Regions from separate parts of the Acanthopagrus latus genome. Here region 2 is linked to region 1. A link is a contact called in public Hi-C data. All regions are on one chromosome and are shown on one strand. The core of a region is the stretch at or near the end of the contact, and the rest is flanking DNA. Distances in the headings are between cores, read along the strand shown. Region 1 holds the start of kiaa1841. Region 2 holds the start of slc1a4 (neutral amino acid transporter A).

Evidence for each region. Hi-C and Micro-C count contacts between places; a contact is called where the count stands out from the background.
Region 2: a Hi-C map of muscle shows a contact between it and region 1, with 2.3 times the contacts expected there. The contact joins the promoter of slc1a4 here to the promoter of kiaa1841 in region 1. A contact is called at or near these places in 2 of 4 Hi-C or Micro-C datasets (both in muscle).

Annotation. Positions count from the first base shown.
Region 1 is chr15:16,297,125-16,302,426 of fAcaLat1.1, forward strand. kiaa1841 reads left to right here and starts at 2,936. Exons shown (of 22, transcript XM_037124116.1): 1 at 2,936-3,060; 2 at 3,446-3,722; 3 at 4,683-4,834; 4 at 4,983-5,154. The coding sequence starts at 3,656. pex13 (peroxisome biogenesis factor 13) reads left to right here. Exons shown (of 4, transcript XM_037124120.1): 2 at 1-40; 3 at 571-693; 4 at 1,736-2,784. The coding sequence ends at 2,085. It overlaps LOC119033706 (a long non-coding RNA gene), which reads right to left. Exons shown (of 4, transcript XR_005079352.1): 3 at 5,276-5,302; 4 at 5,026-5,170.
Region 2 is chr15:16,430,958-16,436,259 of fAcaLat1.1, forward strand. slc1a4 (neutral amino acid transporter A) reads left to right here and starts at 2,714. Exons shown (of 8, transcript XM_037124815.1): 1 at 2,714-3,998. The coding sequence starts at 3,484.

The sequences.
Region 1 (5,302 bases), core at 1,686-4,185:
TGGAAGCTGCTGAGCTCCAGCCCCGGCTCGGAAGAAAGCGGTGAGACTAACATTCACAACTTAGTACTTGCAGATCAGGAGGTGAACATCTCCATTTTTTCTTACACATAACCTTTTAAGTCCAGGAGCTGTTCTCAAATCTGCATCCTTACAAATTTGGGTTCAATGATGTAACAAGCTGTATTTTGGGACTCACTTTTGCACTTTAATCAGCAGCTGTCATCAAGTCTTTAAGGTTTTGGTTTTTTCCAGCCAATCTCAACAACCACTGGCATTATCAATCACTTGGAATGAAACCTTCTTGTGGCTTAGTGGAGAGCAGTTAAGAATCACTGCTCTAGATAATATCAACTAGACAACCATCACTGATCACTCTGGAAAGGGCAAGTGACAGAATAGTAGCTGGAAAAGGTCAAAGATTAACATCAGTTGTACACAAGGCAGCAAGTATGAGTCAGTTGTTTTTGGTGTGTGTGTAACAACCCGACAAATGTCGTAGTGTTTGTGCATGTGACCTGTGTTTTACTCCCAATTTTAACAAGTAACGCTGTTTTGTGTTTTTTCATTCAGCCACCAACTGGGCGAGCGGAGAGGATGACCATGTGGTGGCCAGAGCAGAATATGACTTTTCAGCTGCCTCGGAGGAAGAGATCTCTCTGCGGAGTGGAGACATGCTTAACCTTGCCCCAAAAGGTGAGAGAGCCGGACATATGTTTATTTTGTCATGTTTCTCTCATACAAAAATAGTCCAACACATCTGGGTATAGTAAGCCATTATGGTCAGTGTTGCAACCAGCATTGTCACTACCACAATATAAAATTATACATACACAACCAAAGGTGACTTATCACCAAATTCAAGGCTGATGTTTTAGCTAGCCTGTTTTACAGTAGATAACGGTCAAGATCAGTGTGTGGGTACCTCCATATTTCCAGAATTAACGTAAATACTGTGAGTGATTAGTCAGTCGATTAAACTTTGCTACCCTTTTCTTGTCAGTTTAACTTGATAATATTTTATTAACATTCACATTTATTTACACATCACCATAGTTTGCACTGTAATGTCATGTCTTCCCACTCAAATGTCAGTTTATAAAAAATGAGCTTCTTGTCTAGACGCCAGTTAACTATTGACAATGTGATGTAATTTTTTTTTTTTTGGACAGTGTATAACCTAAGGATTAAATTGTGCTGAGTCTTAACTGTTTTCTTTGTGTCTAGTCTAAGTTTGAACTACTGTTTAAAAAGTATGGGAATTTAATCGTTTAAATTATTAGAGACAACTCTGATAAAGTCAGTTACGTTTGAGACTTGTTTTAGTAGCATTATCATTGTGGGAGTACAATTAAATTCTCATTTAATTCAGAAAAGCCTTTTAAACTGTTTTTTCATTGTTTGATTTTTTGAATTTTTTTTTTCTTTTTTAATTGACAAGAGAACGGGATTTCCAGAACTTTGTTATATGTTGTTTGTAGCTTAAGTGCAAAAATTGCTGATTCCTGTTTAGAAGAGTTTTTGTTGTTATCCTATTATTTAGCTTATATTGCTAAGATAGCAGTCAAATAGCCTTTTTTAAAGTTTATATCATCAACAAAGTTGTTAATAATGGAAAGGGAACGGAGGCATATTTTGGAACAACAGAACAGTGTTGTTTTTTTTTAAAGGATCGTTGGGAACATTCCCCCATGTTGAGGAGCTCAGATTGTGACCTTATATTCTCCCCTCTGTTTAGAGCAACAGCCCAGGGTGCGAGGCTGGCTGCTGGCCAGCGTGGACGGTCAGACCACAGGACTTGTCCCAGCCAACTATGTGAAGGTCCTTGGCAAGAGGAGAGGCCGTAAGCATGCAGAGATGGAGAGGCTCGCTCAGGTCCAGCAAGGCGACACACAGGCCTCTCAGACAGCCCTTGCTGCACATCCAGAGTCAAATCCTGCACTAGGATTTACCCCCAATTCAGCCTCCGCAGAGGAGCTGCTTGAGTCGGTGTACACAGAAACACCAGCTTCCTTCAGTGTGGGAACATCCAACTCCAGTTTGCCCTCCAGCACAGCGCTAAATATCCCTGAGAAGATAGACTTGTGATGCTTATCTGCATATCTCTATATGTCTATGTGTGTTAAGTCAGTACTTGTTTGCAGCATTTAACTTAAATCTTGACTAATAATCAGCTGACTTTAGATATCTGGGGAAACACCCTGACACTCATAAAGTAGTGCATTGTTTCATCTATAATGATTAAAATCTGCAAACACAATCTGGACGTTCTGAAAAGGGTTGTTGCTCAAAATGGTTTCAGTACATGTTTATTGTTGTACTGTTCTGTTTAGAGCCAGTTTGTCTCAGATAAAGAGGTTACCTTCACATTTCACTTTTCAGTCAGCACTTGTACAAGAAAGTTTTGTTTATGCAGTGTGTAAGGTACACTGCTGTTCTTCAGATCTTGTCTGATATAAGATGTAATATCTCAAGCTTGTTTGATAACAGGAATAAGTTCAATATTTAAACTAATGAGGTGCACTGATACATCATCTGCATACTGACAGTATATGGACAAAGCCAGGGTATTTAGTTTGACAATGTAATTATGTAACCTTGTACTTGGTTCACTTGCAGGCTGCTTGGTCCTCTGTATTTTTCTGTGTGAAGCAAATGGGATTGGATTCATTTGTAATGAAAAGCAGGGCTAATTTTGCACATTTTCAACAGTTAGTCACAGAAAGTAATTTTGTAAATATTTAATATAATTATTTTGAAAATAAAGTTTTTCAAAAACCAAAATGACCCTTGTGTAGTTTTGTCATTGGTTGTATAATATAAAGTATGCATAGAAATAATAATTTCATTGTTAGTATTGTTCTCCATGCACATGTTTTGTTGCTGAGACGTCTGAGGGGGATTTATGGTAGAAACGGGCGATTTACGGCCGCTGTGTCTTAGCAACAGGACGCCTAACCTGCTGCAGTGCGACAACGGGGACGAATCAGCGTCGCAGATACCGACGGACCCAAAGAAAAACCATTACATGTCTGGGTATTTAAAACCTCGACCGCCGTGTTTGTATCGCGGCAGTGCTGCGCGCTTGTAACAATTCCCCCGAGCAACTGGGGTTAGACCACATACAAATATTTATGCTAAATAGTCGCTAACTAAGCGAGGTGACTTGCTAGCAACTGAAGCATATGCTACCTTCAGGGACTATCGGAAACACTAAGTTGCCGATGCAGTTGAGATTTGAGGTTCATCTCGTCATTGGAAACAGCGCGTTGATTTGCACCTCGTGATCATGGTGTTTTATGAATGTCTTAGAGAATTGATTGCATTGCCATTGTACTGAAAAAGACTTTGCAGGATTTGCCAACTTAGCTAAAAGCGAGAAAAATGGTTTATGATTGTGTATGTCTCACAGTTTATGTTTCTTGACCTTACGACGCCTAATTTGAAGACGACAGCAACACCTGTCAACGCCTGAGTGACATGTACGGCTGCTTTACTGGTGGTCGTGACACGTCGTGTGGAGCTTGTTTTACTGAGTTTACGACGAGTACGTGAAGGCAGCGGATCCTGTCCCGCAAAGTTAGCTAGCATTAGCAATGGTTGCAGGTAGGAGAAGAGCGCAGCATCAGCAGCAGCAGCATCATCCATCCACAATGACATGAGACTGGACCCGGCTGAGTTTACTGTACTAGACGACCGGGAGGAATATATCTCACTCCAGATAAGTACGTTAACGATATTTTACCATTCTTGCTCTTTTGAATAAGGTTTATTAGGAGAACCAGTTGATTTCATTTGACCCAAAAGCACCCGGTGTTGTTGCAGCCTGGGGAGGACAGAGGGACTCGGCCTGCGCTAGCATCACTACTGACACCACTAAGTTTCTCTGTTGTATAACTTAACACGAATTTATATAATACTCCTATATCAACACATTTATGTTAAAAGGTTTGAGTCCTTGGCTGCCGACATAATGGAGAGTGAAGCTGTGCAAAGCCTTCAGAATGTAGCGACGTGTCTTGATTTAGGGCTGGTAAATCATAGTTTAAATTACAGTTCATGACGCACTTCACAGATATCAGTTACCAAACAAAATTTTCTATAAATCAATTCATATACAGTTTAGATTAATGTCTGTTTACTTGTTTGGATGTATGCGAGTAAGTTAACCAGTTGTTAATATTAGTATTGAAGTAAGGCTGTCCTTTATAGAAACTGGCGAAACTAAGTCCATGTAATTAGATGACTAGAGCTGCACAGTATTCATCAATCAGTACCGATGCATTGATTTTGTGTGAAACTGCTATTGTAGTCATGACAGAGGAGTGGTCTCAAACTTCTTCATACTTGCAACTTACTATTTTTTTCATTATGTGATAATCATTTTATTGATCGATAAATGTATCATTGGGGCTATAAGATGTAGGTAAATGGTGAAAAAGCACATCAAAAGCCCCTAAATATTCAGTTTACATCACATAAGACAAAATAAAGCGGAAAATTCTGGGAAGCTGGGGACAAGAGAGTGTTCAGTTTTCTTGCTTCAAGAAAAGAAAATGAAATTAAATGAATTATCTATTGATCAACCAACCATTTAGGCTCTATTTTGATATGATGATCATACAGATTGAATCACTCATTCCTGACTTGCTGCCTTTTTGTTTGTCACCCCTCTTCCTCTTTAGAGATGAGCCGCTTCTGCTCGGACAACAACAACTTTCCCTATGACAACAACGTCCTGGTTTTGGACATGGTGCTGGGATCTCTATGGGGGGTGCCCCAGCCCATAAACTGGGACAATGTGGCCAAGCTAGTTCCAGGATTCACTCCCAAGGAGGTAACTGGAATGCCGGATAACTATGAATGCTTCCATCCACTTACCTTTTCATCTGTCTAGTACCATCCATTTTTCATCTCATGGTTACTAACATTAGACCTCCCTTGTTGATAAGAAATAACACTGTGGCACTGATGGGATCTTACAGTGTGCCCGGCGATTTGATGAGCTGAAGAGCACGGGGGCTTTTCCTCATGTGGACAACCAATGTAATGCCCTGACAGAAGGAAGCCCCTCCCCTCCAGATGGCCTGTCCACGCTGCTGGACAGCGGTGACATGCTGGAGACAGGAAGCAGCCCGAGCAGCGGCAAAGTTACAGGTCAGACATCACCAACCTGAGTAGCACAGATAACATTTTTTTCACTTATCTGCAGGTCTTAAATCTTAAAAGGGCCTAAATTCAGCTCAAAAGACGACATGGACTACTGGAACAAACTTACACTTTAGAGCAGTACAATACTTATTTA
Region 2 (5,302 bases), core at 1,464-3,963, 130 kb after region 1:
ACAGCAGAGCTAAGGTCACTGAGGACAACACAGACGCCAGTCAGTAACAGAAGCAGTGAGACAGAGGGCTGCTTCTCTCTGTGTGTCCTCTTGATACTGCTGCTCACTCAGTTGCATTAACATCGAGGGGAGAGTGAAAAAATGACAGTGCTTTTAGTCTTCTTTAAGAGAAGGCTCAGCTGTTTACGTTATCAGACAATAAAGTAAACCTATCTCTCTATAGGAGCAAGGAATCTGTGTGTGTGTGCGTGTGTTCTTCCAATATCTCTGCAGTTCAGGATCAGACTGATCTGAGAATTTCAACATGTCTGCTGCTTGGTTCAAGGGTGTGCCAAGTCGGATTTGTTTGGACAGCAATGATACCGTTAATAAATTATTTCATAAATGCTTTACAAATCCCATGAGCATTGTCCACCAGAGCCACCACAGTCACATGCTTACCAGAGCCAATCACTGCACACCTTAGCCGCACCAGAGCCAATCACTGCAGAGCTCACTTCCACAACACTTAAGAAACAAGCGGATTTATACCTGCGGCTGCGCAAGCTGGACCGGTATTTTGCGGCTGTCCGGTCCGTTCTATGCATCTAAACTGACTGTTGTGGATTAATGAAACTAAACGAGTCCGGACCGAGTCTGTTCTGGTCTGAGGAGATCCGGATACGCCAGGACAACAAAGTGGAATCGGAATCTGTGGATGTTTGTGTAGCTAGCTGCTAGCCGCTAACACGGCCCACCTCCCGAGTCGACGGACGCACCGGCAGGTCCAAAACCGGACTTAGGGTAAATAATGTCTGCCACGCTTTTTCGCGAACATTGCCATCACGTTTGTTTTGTGTCTGGTGCAGGAAGAAACGGTAAAAAAAAAAACGGGCTTTGACACGAAAGTGTCCAAGCAGCAAGTTTGGTTGTTGAGGAACGGGAAGTTGTGGGAGGGACGGAGGCGGATGACTGACAGGCAACGGCGGTCGGTGTAGAGACAGTCAGCGATATTGTGAGTTGAGAGATTTGTGGCATTGTGTTTGACAGCCTGTTTGGAGTGTGTAGTTAGTGTGTTATGTAGTGTGTTTAATGGAGTCGGTTTTGTGTTTAATGAGTCAAAACAATCAGGAGACTGCTGAATGTGGAGCAGGCAATGCAGCTCTTCATTCAGCTGGAAGGAGCTCAGGCAGACCTGAGCATTGCCTGCATTTAAATGTAAATATTTACATATAACTTTGTAAATATTTTAAATGTATGCACATATTTAGCAAACAACAATTTTTATTTGCATTATAAGTAATAAAAAATGGTTTGTTAAACATATTTGTGGTTTTCACAGTAAAAAAATGTAACTTTTTTTGTGTGTGATTTTAGGTCCATTGTGTTAATACAGTATGTCAGAATAAAAAATTAGCTGTACAGTCACACATGTGAGGTTATACTGAAAATAATGACACAAAGTAAATAGTTTTTAAGGAGAAATATAATGGCAAAAATCAAAAATAGTCAACAACGGCCAATTATACCCTGGAATATCGGATTTCACAACAAATCCGTGAAAAAGCTACTTAACCTCCCACTTTTATATAGGAATACATACTTCCTACAGGCACTGCACTAGTTCCAAAAAATGTATAATGCTGCCAGTTCACTAATGAAAATGGTGAGGAAAGGAAGTAAGGAATGAATCACATAAAAGAGTGGCCTATTCTAATGATTTAGCATTGTGCTGTTTTAAACAATGGTTTTCAAAGGGTCAGATGCCAAAACCCCGGCATAGCCCACAATGCAACATGATTGGCAGCAGTTTCAAGGTATAATATGTAACATTTGTATATGAGTATGTCTCAAAGTAACTAAATGTCAGAGCCAGAGAGTAAGAAAGGGAGTTGGCAGGGTCAGGTACATTTTCATTAGAAATAGTGTTTGTCTACAATGGAGAACTCTCATGACCCCACGCTACTTATGTAATTACATCATTATTCTTTTTATTATAGTTATCATTCTTCATAGCATTTAAAAAATGCATTTCAGCATATACTCTTCAGTTCACTTTTAAGTTAGTTACTTTTATAGTGAAAGAAAAGTAACAAATAAGTAATCTTTTAAGCGTATATGAGTATTACTACAACAACAACAAGAATAAGAATAATGATAACAAGAATAAAACATGTTATACAGCAATATTGTAAAGCACACTTTATATGGAAAGAGGCAACAAAATGATACAATGTGCTTCACAAAACGACTTAATCACATAAAAAGATGTTTAACAAGAAGGAACAATAAAAAGCTCCACAAGACCTGTAAACACACTGAAATTAGTGGAGTTACCCTTTAAGCTTTCCTTTGTCGGCTGTGTGTAAATACGACAGCTGTATCATACTGCCACCTCGTGCTTAAACATCAGAGGTGCAACAAGAATGCAAATGGAGGGGGAAAAAATTCTAATGGCCATTACGCAAGTATATTAGTCCGCACTTCAGAATAGAGGAGCCTCTATTAGGACTTTCCTGATTTCCAAAATATACGTTGTTTAATGAAATGTCTCGGTGCAGCTGTCAATTCAAAGTAATCCAGAGATGGATAAGAGAGCGAGCAACAGCGCCCCCTAGAAGGCACAGAGCGCTGGCCATGGTGCTGACAGACCCCTCCCTCCCCCTCCCCCTCTCCTCATCCCTCCCGGTCTGTGGAGCTGACAGGTGACTTCCCTGAGAGCCAAATGTCACCTCGCCTGCGTGGGTGCTTATAAAATGTCAAAGTGAAAGGATCTGTGATTCAAACCTGACGGATAAGGAGAAAAAATATAGGCAGCCTTACCAGCAGTAGGTGACCACGATACTTTGTTCTCACCCAGGTTTGTGAGAGCATTGAGCTTAATCTCGATATCAAACTGAGAAAGAAAGCCCACCTGAACTGGGTGTTTGAGGCGTTTGATGAATGTGACCCGATGAGGTTGATTCAGAGAATCAACCCTTAGGAGCAGGAAAAAGCAAAAGACCAGATGTGTGTGTTTCACTGAAACGGGAACTTCTGCAAGAAGAACGGGTCTTTTGTGTTGACACAATGAGATTGCAAAAGAGCGGAGGAGAAAAAACAGGGTGAAAGCTGGTCCTCATTATTCTTGCGTATTATTTCATCGAGGTAGCGTGGCTTGTTGTATTAAGAGAAGAGAGGGCACAGAGCCAGAGGAATATAATCCTGGGAATCTGTTCGAATCATCACATGTTTGTGGAGGAAAATGTGCCACATTGCCAAAGACCCTGGCAATCTCCTCTGCTCTTGCATCATTTGCTGTGGGTATAAAGCGCCGGCTCCTGTGCGCATGTTCCACTCGCTTTTTGTGTCGTCGCTCCTTCTCCATTGGCTCCCCCTCAGCCTTAACGCCGGGCCAGCCCTCTCACTGCACAGTGCGTGCGCCCGACGTGTGTGTGTGCGCATCTACCCCACGCTGCCGAGAGCCGGACTCAGCCTCCCCACGCTGCTCCGCGGAGGAAAAAGATGGAGAAAAAGAGCGAGATCAACGGGCACGCCATGCCCAGCTCGGCCTCCACCGACCGGATCCTGGAGAAAAGCGCGCGGAGGAGCTGCAGGGAGAAGCTGCTGGAGTTCCTGAGGAAGAACCTCCTGGTGATCATGACGGTGTCCGGGGTGCTGGTGGGCGTCGGGCTCGGGATGATAGTCCGCAACATGGACCTGACCAAGGCGCAGATGACCTACTTCGCCTTCCCCGGGGAGATGCTCCTCCGCATGCTGAAGATGATCATCCTGCCGCTGGTCGTCTGCAGCCTCGTGTCCGGCGCCGCCAGCCTGGACACCCGCTCCCTGGGTAAGCTGGGGGGCATCGCCGTCACCTACTTTCTGGTGACCACGCTGATCGCTTCGTGCATCGGGGTGGCCCTCGCCTTCATCATCAAGCCCGGCGTGGGCGCAGGAGCCCTGAACACCAACAGCCTGGGACTGGAGAGCCTCAGCAACAACAAGGAGACCACGGACTCGTTTTTGGATCTGGCCAGGTACCGAAGCGCCGCTTTGATAATTTATTTATTTCTTTTTAAATATTAAAACACTCACACACTGGCCAGAACTAGATAATATGAAGCTTGTTGTGATATCGCAGCAGCTCTGAGGGGAGTCGTGGCACAGCGTGCCTCAGGCGCACTGGGAACACTAGGTGGTTACACACACACACACACACACACACACACACACACACACACACGCTCCTGAAGACGCTCACTGATGTAACAAGCACGCAGGCTGTGGCACACGTTGATCTGAATGCCCAGGTCACAGACTTACTTCACTGGACTGTAGAAACAATGGTTATACAAATAAAGAAACAAGATGAAGATTAAATAGATAAAATGTATATTGCACCAGTGTGTGTAGAGGATTATATTATGTAGATTGCAGGTCTCCCTCAACCATGAGTGTGTGTGCATTTTTGAAAAATAATCATCAGTAACGTATGTACAATGGCTAAGTGGGACAAGTATTAGAACAAGTGGAGGGGCATCACTTTACTGTATTACAGCCTTTAAAACCAGGAAAGGACTACACCTATGTAAAATCACGATATAACCGATGATATGTAGTCTCTTACCATGATAATTCTATAATAATGATATACTGCCCGGCCCTGTAAATAATAGTAATCAACTAATATAACATGTGACAAAACACTCACACAGGCTGTTTCTTTTACATTGAGTACTTTTACTTGTAATACTTTCACATAAGGTTTTACATTGTAGTGCTACTTTCACTCACTTAATCTGAATACTTCTTCCTCCACTGAGTTCTGCAGTGTAAGGCGATGCTGAAGTGCCACTTCATTCATGCTTTTCTTCTCGCTTTGTCCTGTCAGAGGGGAAGAAGGAAAAAGGGGAATAACAAGGCACAGAGTGAACTTTTGCAGAGGCATGTCAAGAGCTTGTGGGCTGATTGAGTGGGCTCCATAATTATTACCAAACTCGGTCTCCAGTTTTAAGAGTTTTGTCTGCGTTCAAGTGTTTGGCCGCGTCGTTCTCTAAGGAGTAGGCTAAGTGTCTTCATAAAAGACTGTGAAACATTTGACAGGAGTTCAACTTCTATAAATGATTTTTTTTTTTTGTAAAACTTTGTTCAAGACGATTTAAAAAGATCTGTGTCATCATCAAAATGTAAAATCTGTGGGCAGAGCAGGGACTTGTGGGGGAACTGTGCACATTGAAAACATGGAAGCTAGAAAACTTTATGGGTGTCGCTGCCTGGCCAGCAAAGCTCACTGGATTGAAAAGGCGCTTCTTCATACAGCGGGTCCAAAGTTCTGAGGCCA